Linked DNA regions of Gossypium arboreum: regions 1 and 3 are each linked to region 2. The links are chromatin contacts, called in public Hi-C maps. All regions are on one chromosome and are shown on one strand. The core of a region is the stretch at or near the end of the contact, and the rest is flanking DNA. Distances in the headings are between cores, read along the strand shown. Region 1 holds the start of LOC108476291 (3-ketoacyl-CoA synthase 6). Region 2 holds the start of LOC108474561 (protein PTST homolog 2, chloroplastic). Region 3 holds the start of LOC108474666 (pentatricopeptide repeat-containing protein At1g05670, mitochondrial).

Region 1 (3,154 bases), core at 494-2,993, 200 kb before region 2:
TAGGATAAGAAGTAGATGATGATGATTTTAGCAAAGTACTAAAGGCAAAGAAGGAAAGCCATGAATGAAGAAGCTGTCTAGAGCTTGACAACTTCAGGGATATGAACGGGATACCTATGGATGCAATCCTCCCAAGGCCCATCTGTTGGTGTTTTGATGGTTCGATTGCACTTCCACACCGCACTGTTACACTTGAATCCACTCCCAAAAGCAATCTGCCAAATCCTATCTCCCTTTTTCATCCTCCCTTTTGCCTCAAGGTAGCTCATCTCGTACCACAAGGATGAGGAGGAGGTGTTTCCGAATCTGTGCAATGTCATCCTAGATGCCTCTACGTGTTCTGCTGACAGCTGCAGGTTCTTTTGCAGTTCATCTATCACTGCTCGCCCTCCAGCATGGATGCAGAAGTGCTCAAACGCCAGCTTGAAGTCTGGGATATAAGGCTTCCACTTGGGGTTGAAGATTTTACGCCCGATCAGAGTGAGAAGAAATAGAAGTTGTTCTGACCCTGGAAGCACCAAAGGCCCTATTGTGGTAATGTTGGATTTTAAAGCCTCTCCAGCTATAGCCATGAGATCTTTAGATAATGATATCCCAACTTTGCCTTCTTTGTCTTCTTCTTCAAACACGCATCGGTAGGCCTTGTCATCAGCTCCTTTGTGGGTTCGAACAACGTGGACAAGTCGGTACTTGGCTCTCCGCCTCTCTGAGCGGCGGTTTGACAACAGGATTGCTGCACCACCCATGCGGAAGAGACAGTTGGGAAGGAGCATAGCTCTTTCTTTACCCTGGTAGTAGTTGGGAGTGATGATCTCTGTGCTGACAACAACTGCATTAGAATTCGGGTGTACTTGGAGAAGATCCCGAGCTAAATCAATGGAGATAAGCCCCGCACTGCACCCCATTCCCGAAAGATTAAAGCTCTTAATGTTACTCCTCAGCTTGTATTTGTTGATCACCATAGCAGACAAAGATGGCGTGGGGGAGAAGAGACTGCAGTTGACAATAAGAATATCAATGTCTTTAGGTTTCAGCCCCGTTTTCTTGAACAAAGAATCCATAGCTGAGAAAATAACAACCTCAGCCTCGCCTCTAGCGGCCTCCATGGTTGGCTTTGGAGGGATGTAATGAATAGCAGGAGGCAAACAAGTCTCTTCACCCAGCCCAGACCGTTCCAGAATCCTCATCTGGAACTCCACGCTCTTAGGATTGTTGCTCAAAATCAACCTGGAGTGCTCCATGAAAGTGGCAAAAGGAACCCTGCAAGTCACAGGAGGCTTGTAGCATGCATAATCCACAAGGTAGATGCATCGTGGCTTGGACATGAAGTAAACAGTGGCAATAAAAATGATGAAGAAAGAAGAGCACAATATCTGAATAAGATCAAAATGGAGGGAATTCCATAGGTTAATAATCTCTTCAGGGCCTAAACGAACAACTTCAATGAGGATCCCAACCATGACAGGAACCAACAAGAGAGTAAGAAAATGATCCACAACGTATTGGTAGCCAAGCTTAACATACTTAAGCTTGACAGAGCTGGAGAAATCGGGCGAGGCTGGAGGCATATTGCAAGAGATAGAGAAATAATTAAGAAGATAAGAAAAAGAGGTGTGGGTACATAAATGGAGCAGAGGAGAGGGAGGATTTAAAGGCAAAAAGGAAGAAGCAAAGAGGGAGAGGGTCAGTGGGCAGATGAGAGGAATAAATGAAGCAGTGGCATCACTCAACGCCCACTTAACTCCCTCAATTAAATTTTCCTAACTCCCTTTATATCCGTGTTCTAACTAAATACTTGCTTTCACCAATAACCTCTCTTTTGCTCTATCCGTCTCCTTTAATTTTGTGCTTACTTGGTGTTTTTTTCATTAATTATAACCAACCATCTCATCCCCCTGTTTCTTCCTTCTTCACACTCCATCTCTCACCCTTCATTGTTTTAGGTCTACATTATTTAGTTAGTCTTTAATTTTCTTTTTACTCAATATTGATAATTATATCTTTTAAGATTTTTATATGAAAAAGTTCTTTATTTCTAACAACTTATACACTTCTCATTTTTAAAATTCAACCTTAATTTTTGAAGGTTTATTTGAATTTCAATGTATAATCTAATAAGATATATAATTTATTTTAATGAAGTTGTAAAATAGAATTAACCAGTTTATGAAAAAGGAAAAAGTAAAAAGGGTTTTTAGTTTTTACTAAGATTTTATAGTTTTGTCTTTTATGTTCCAAGTGCCACTTATATCGCAATCATCCATTTGGAAATTTATAAACACATGTGATGTCAGGCAAGTTTAAATAAATGATTAGTTTTCGAAGGAAAAAAAACAGCATCATGCAACCTAAATATATGTTATTTTGACTTCAACTAATTCATCTCACCAAATTTGGGGGATATTTATGTCCCCACTGTGAAAAACAAGTCAAAGTAAGCCGTGGGTATCAACTTTTTAAGTCCTCTCCCTTCCCATTATTATTTGTTTAAATAGCTTGTGACTCATATAATGTGTAGATTATGTTTAGTTATTTACATTTTAATATTTTTTTAAGTGTAACACAATTACAAAAATAAATATGAGTAATCATAATTAATAAATTATTACAAATTAATTCCTAACATGTAATCTCCTAAATTCTTATTTTTTAATTGTTAAATCATGTCAAGTAAATTAATTTGGTTCACTAGTTATGTGTTCTATTTAAGTGTTAAAGTCATCTGTTCAAATCATTTCCTTTGAATTTTTGTTATTTTTTTCAACCCCTTTCCTTTAACATTTAACTTATATATTATTTTTGCTCAATTGTTGATGTGAAGGAATTTGTTGGTTCAGTGATAAGGTTTTATCTTACCTAGAGGTATTGTGTTTGAATCCTTGTGTGTGCAAAGCAAAAATATTTTTGCAATTTCCTCTGCCTATGGCGCCAAGGAGATAGAAGTGGTGTTGAAATCGAATTCTGGAAATATTCCTAAAATCTCTCCACTTTCTACTGTCCCTCTCTGTCCACTTCTTCACCTCATGTTTTGCTTATTTTGCGCTTTCAGTAAGTTTCTGCCACTCTTTCCTCTGTTGGTTTTCTTTTCTTTTTGTTCTATTCCACATTTTTTCCATAACCAATCTCTTTTTCATTCTCTTTGAAGACGCCTTTT
Region 2 (3,323 bases), core at 413-2,912:
ACCAAGAGGCTGACGATAAAATGAAAACAAAAAGAATCAAGGTTAAAATGGGTGGGACAAAGATAACAGTTGGGGGGACATAATTATCCTAAAAAAGTTTTTAAAAAAATCCTTTATTCATATAAAGTAAAATATGAAACCAAAATAAGCTGAAAAATTATACAGGGATGTAAGAAAGATTTCAAAAAATTATACAAGGATGTTAGAAAGATTTCAAAACTAATAAACGCAACGTACCACATCTGTTGAGGCTTGGACAAGAGACTCTTCTTCAGTACAGTTAGTTTGGGGACAAGTATTGTCACCTTTGTCTCTGAAACCAATCCCAAAATTCATATTCCTTTCTCTCTCTAAGCGACTCAGAATACCCTCAACGCCACAATCATCCTTAGCTGCTACTTCTCTGAACAAACCAAAACTTTTGTCAAAAACCTACCAAGGACACAGAACTCCCAAGACTCCAGCATTCTCCCCATTCCTCTAATTTTAAAAGGAGATAATTGGTTTGCAGGAAAAAGTATAAGCTCATTCAAGGCAACACATTTATCTTAGCAATTGTGTTTATATATCCCAAACATCACAAAAATATAAGCACAAGATTGATTCTTTTAACATCATAACGCAGTCAATTTCAAATAATATCTCACAAGCAATAACAAGTCCAAGCAAATTACCTTTTACACAGCAATGAAAGATTAAACATTTGTAACAATTCGTTCTAAACACGGGAATGGTAAACTACAAAGAATAAATTTCAACAAGGCATTCGAATAACAAGTGCAATAACTAACTTTTCCACACAAGAAAATAAAAATAGACTAAGCAAATAAAATCCCAAGAATTAAAGATCTCACAGTGATCTACCAGACGAGGAGGTTGAGCTAGAAGAATTAACAGCCAAATAAGAAGTCCCACTAATTTCAACTTCACTTTGAGCCCTTTCTTGAAAAGTCTGGTTATCCCATTTCTTCTCCTTCTCCAAAAGGTCCCAATCCTTAACACCAGCTTCTGGGAACCCTTTTTCTTGAAATCCATGTTCTTCATCATCATCATCCAAGTCCCAGCCCATAGCAAGCCACCCTCCTTGTCTCTTAATCCCCTCAACCAGATCCATCCTCCCAGCATCAGCCAGCTCTTTCTTGCTTGGAAAAGCCTCAGGTTTGTCACTATTTTTCATGAACTCCAATATATCTGCCTCCAATGCTAAATCCCCGTCGTTGTCCCACCCTTTCTTGCAACAACAAGACCACCAAGAAACCCTTTTCTTATCTTCCCCAAACACCAACCCGCGAACAAGATTCAGCTTCAGAGACACCGAATTCCCTTTGTTCCCTGGGTTAATCCCGCAGAAACAGGATGGGAAAACCCGAGCACGGAAGTGCGTTAAAAACGAATGAGGCGAGACAGAAGTATAGGTGGAGGAGGTGAAGGTGGCCATGATTCTGGCATTTCTCCAAACACTTGCTGACGGTAAAAAAGAAAACTAATTAAAAAGATTCCATCTTCAGGTATCTTAGGCGTGTAGAGAGGGAAGAGGGGGAAAGAAATGATAGGAAGAAATCAATAAAAGGAAAAGGGTAAAGGGGAGAGAGAGAGGGGCTTAGGCAAGTAACGAACAATACTACCGAAAAGCGTAACCTTCATTTAATGCGGAGGTGGTGGAGCACCGTTTTAGATATATTTTGGGCGGGCAAATTTTCACTAATAATCAATACTTTTTACTACTTCAACTCCATTTTCTTTTAATTAATTCCTCCACTTTTTTCGAAATTTTTGGGATGAAACATTTTCTTCTTTTCAAGTGGATCAAATATATTGTTAGCCCTTTTCCCACATTGCTAATCTCTTACTAGAGGTGTGCATGGCCGGGCCACCTGACCCGGCTTGAAGGTCCGCTCGAAATGTAAGAGGGTTTAGGCAAAAATATAAGCTCGAAAAATGAGTTTAGAGAAAAAATAAAACCTGTTTAAAAACGGGCCGAGCCTCAGGTAAGACATTTTTGGCTCGGGCCCGGCTTGAATTCACTAAATGAAAAAAAATTGATTTTTTAATATTATTTTCTTATTATTTTCTCCCTATTTTGCTACTATTTTACTATTAGGTTGCTATTATTTTGTTGTTATTGTTTGGGTATTATATAAAACTTATTTTATTGTTAATTTTTTATTATTTTAAAGACATTTGTTAATTTTGTTATTATTTTAGAAGCATTTGCTTGTTAAATTGCATCTATTTTAGTGTTATTTAAGTATACATATTTTTAAAATTTATTTTTAATTTGTTGAGAAATATTTATTTTGATATTTTAGTATTTTTGATGGTTTATATATATTTTAAAATTATATAAAATAATATAAAAATTAATATGGGCGGTCGAGTCGGGCTCGGTTTTAACATTTTTATTCGTCGGGCTTGGGTAAAATTTTAGGCCCATTTTTTGGTTTGGGTCGGTCTGGCCTAGCAAGCGGGCTTAAATTTTTAGTTGGGCCCGGTCCGAACCCAACCCGGCCCGACCATGCACACGTCTATCTCTTACTATGTCATCATACATTGTGTGTATTTTTTATTTAATAATAACTATTTTAACCAGAATATTTATTTAGTTATATAATTTTATTTTTACAGATAAGTATCATATAAGTTTTATACTCATGAGTTGAATAAATTTTATTAATAAATTAATTTAATACAATAAATATTTTAATACAATTGGCATGCCAATAGAGTCATATGTAGAAATTAGTTTAGTTAGTTGTTGAGTGATTAAGAATTAGTAATGGATTAGTTGCATAGTTAGGTAGCTAGCAAAGTAGTATAAATAGACACATTGTAATTTAATTCAATGATGAATGAAGATTTTGATGTATTCTTTACATTGCAAGTATTGTATCTTTGACATGCTATTAGTCCCAGGTTTCGATTTTTCTCTTGGTCTCCATGGTTGATTTCTTCAATCTTGCTTATTTTTTCCTTGCAAGTTGCTCATTCATATAGGGCCTGGTTGCTTTTTATTGGACCTTGTTATTGGGCTGTTCTGTTTTGCTTTTGGGCTTTCCTCTAATTTGTTTCATTTTCTTTCTTTCTGTGTTCTCAATAGTGGCGTTATTGTCTCTCAACCATGGATTCTACAGTCATCAATTTCACAAATCCTCTTTAATTGTATCCATCTGGTACGCCAGGAAGTCTACTTGTTTCTCACCGGCTACCTGGTCTCAAGAATTATAGCCTTTAGAGTCATTCAATGCAAATCGTGTTGTTAGCGAAGAACCAATTAGGGTTTGTCGATGGAGATTGTGGTAGAGATGATTTTGATGTTTCTCTTT
Region 3 (3,237 bases), core at 698-3,197, 230 kb after region 2:
CATCAAACACTTTGGGATCTGAACCCCAGTCCTTGTAAGTGTAAATTAATCGTTCAAGGATGTAATTGAGTGATAGACCAATATCCAAATCAGGTTTTGACCAAAAGTCATGAATAAGTTGATGAGCCATTTTTAAATCTTTAGAAGCTACGGCAATTTGGATAACAATGCAACGGGCTTCGAGTATTGGGTCTCTACGCAAGCATGCCCACTCAAAGAAATCCAAAACAAGTCTATATTCACCCTTAATGTTCATCAGAACCCAAATCAAATGATCAGATCTAAATTTTGACTCATAAGGCTTCAGAACACGACAGACGGGCTCAGAACGGCGTAATTTTATTGCATTTGAGATTTGATGCACAAGTTCTGAGTCCTTGACGGTAGGTTTCTTTGGGGAATAATCGGGAAAAGGCCTGGTATTGGCAGAGTCCGACAAGTGGAGTATAGGGCCCAAATATCTTTTGAAGAAAGGTGGACCAGATTTGGGGGCAAAACTTTGGGGATAACAATGAGATAAGAGCTGGAAACAATGGCTCAAGGAAGAGACAGCAAACTTGATCATCTTTGCAGGAAAAACCCATCACGAGAAATTTTGAGAATCTTTGTTCAAGAAGACAGCAATTCCTCTCCATGAAGAAGAAACAGAATGAAGGAACTTTCTCATCACACCATCATAAGGAGAATGCAAATTATCATGGTAAAAGCTGCATATATTAGGATAATAATAAATAGACGTTAGCATAGTAGCAAATCAGTGAAATCACATTTTCAGCAACACTCAATCATTACTAAATGCTAAGTGATATGAAATGCCCACTAATATCATCATTAAGCAACACATTAAATTGATATCCACAAATTTATCACTCTCTTCTCATTTGAGCTAAACTTCGTACATAAACCACATGTCATTATGGAGGTGAAGTCAATAGTTAAACAATGAAGGTAATCATTTTAACAAAAATGTTGGTTCACCTCTCTGACTTGTGCAATCAATAAACATTTCTAATGAATTTGAAATTAATGAAAAAAGAATATATAAATCAAATGCTATTCAAACAGTGAAATTTGAAGTACCTTGTTTTCTCCTTTCAGCAAAACATATTCCTCCGAGTAAAAACTGCTATAGGGAACGAAAGAATTATTTAGCTAATGATGTTATTCCATATGGTGACAGAAGTCACAAAGATCAACACCTCAAGCAAGCCGTATGCAAAACATAAACTCTCATACATCAAAATTTCAACAGCATCTTGTTCAGTGGCCTTTTCCTGATGATGGAGAAAACACTTATATTAGTCAACTGCTGAAATTCCATATTCAGTTCTACTACTGGAAACTTATAAAGAGCCTATTCAATCACCTCTAAAATGTCAAAGCTAAATAAATATATCATCAGTTCCTACTGTTTGTGACGGAAAAGAATTTCAAACCATGTACTAATGAAAGCAGCTAATTTCAACAGCTTAACAACAAATGTACCCTTTTTCTATACCGATATGAATAGTTCTCTCATAGGCAATTCATCAAACATAAGGAGAGTAAACTTAGATTCTTTACCATACGCAATCCACACAAAAAAAAAATTTACTATAATTCTATAATCTCAATTGAATCCATAGAGAAACCCAAGAAACGGCTGGAACAACACATTGCGGCAGATTTTAAAGAGCACCTCAAAGAAAGAAAGAAAAAAGTCGATGGCATAGAAAATAAAAGAAAATAAAATAAAGAAAACCCATTAACAGGAAAACGTGAATGCGACTGATACCTTGAATTCGAAGAAAACCAGTAGGAAGGTGCTTCAGTTGGTTTCCTAGTTCCAAAAGAGGCACGAAGATTTTGCTTCGACTGTTCAGCTACAGAAGTAAAAGAGAGACCAAATTGCAGTAGGTGAGCTGCCAGTTGGGACAGTGCTTCATCGTAGGGGTTGGGCTTCTACATGATTTTCTCGGCTTCTATTGGGCTTTTTATTTATTATAGGCCATCAAATCAAATTCAGTTGGGAATTGGAAAATGTATAAATATATGTAGTAATTCATATTCTCTAATTAAAAGAATGCGAGTACTAATAAAATTAATAAAATAAATAAATTTTCTAAATAAATTTATCTACTTATTCTAATATTTCATATTTGTTAAGTTATTCTCTCTTTAACATTAAACATAAACTCATTTTATTAATAATTGATCCTCAATCAAGTATAAAGATAAATTTTGTGACTTTTGCAGCCTCAACTTTGGAAGTTTGGCTTTAGACCTAACTTCCAAACCTTCCAAGTATATATGCCCTTTTGTCAATCAAGTTCACCCCAACCGATGAGTTTTGTCGAACATGGTTCTAGGATGCAAGAAGAAGAGGAGAAAGAGCTATCATTTCTTTTGTAAGCCTCAGGAAAATGATATGGCTCAAGCCTTTAGCTAGTTACATTTCAAGTACCCTTCCCTTGAGGGTTTTGGGAATTTTACCATCATATAGAAAATGGCCACAACCATCTTGGCCATTCATGTTATTGGCCTACCAGAAGATTGCATTATATGCAGTCAGATGGTTTACCACTAAAAGGTCAATCATCTTTATGACTGTATGTTCATCGCCCAATACCATTGAGAGGGTGATAGATTTCTTGACCGTGATTGGCTGTTTGGCAAAACCATATTGTGAAAAATAAAATAGAATAAAATAAATAAAAATAAAGAACACATAAATTTTACGTGGAAACCCTTTCGGGAAAAAAACCACGGGCAGAGGAGAAGAAAATTCACTATGTCGAAAAATTTTTACTCAAATACAAGAGGAATAGACTATGTCTATTTATAGGCTTGCAAAGCCATATTCTAGTAAGATTGAAACACCTTATCCTAATCAATATAAAATAGATGGAGTTTAATAAGGTTTAAAAACCTTATTCTAAAATAAAATAAAAGAAGTCTAGTTCTATATGGATTTTACTTTTATTTTATTTTCCATCGTATTTTATTTAAATAAGGATTTGGGTCACTTAATTCTAACAATCTCCACCTTGACACAAATTCTCAATGAACAAGTTTTTCATCGCGAACTTTCAATAAACAAGTTCTTCACCTCTTCCAAATAACCCCTTAAGGGTTTAACTTCAACAATGAACACCAACCAAGTCTAAGCAATGCTCAAACTTGGTTATAGGAAGTGACTTAGTCATCATATCTGCAGGATTTTCATGAGTGCTAATTTTGCTCACAACAATATCACCA

What was found. Hi-C and Micro-C count contacts between places; a contact is called where the count stands out from the background.
Region 1: a contact with region 2 is called in a Hi-C map of leaf, with 2.1 times the contacts expected there. The contact joins the promoter of LOC108476291 here to the promoter of LOC108474561 in region 2. A contact is called at or near these places in 2 of 5 Hi-C or Micro-C datasets (both in leaf).
Region 3: a Hi-C map of leaf shows a contact between it and region 2, with 3 times the contacts expected there. The contact joins the promoter of LOC108474666 here to the promoter of LOC108474561 in region 2. A contact is called at or near these places in 2 of 5 Hi-C or Micro-C datasets (both in leaf).

The regions. Positions count from the first base shown.
Region 1 is chr3:11,788,173-11,791,326 of ASM2569848v2, forward strand. It overlaps LOC108476291 (3-ketoacyl-CoA synthase 6), which reads right to left and starts at 1,744. Exons shown (of 1, transcript XM_017778463.2): 1 at 1-1,744. The coding sequence starts at 1,568. The coding sequence ends at 78.
Region 2 is chr3:11,991,471-11,994,793 of ASM2569848v2, forward strand. LOC108474561 (protein PTST homolog 2, chloroplastic) reads right to left here and starts at 1,663. Exons shown (of 8, transcript XM_017776526.2): 1 at 855-1,663; 2 at 238-403. The coding sequence starts at 1,438.
Region 3 is chr3:12,219,254-12,222,490 of ASM2569848v2, forward strand. LOC108474666 (pentatricopeptide repeat-containing protein At1g05670, mitochondrial) reads right to left here and starts at 1,948. Exons shown (of 3, transcript XM_017776659.2): 1 at 1,775-1,948; 2 at 1,081-1,274; 3 at 1-707. The coding sequence starts at 565.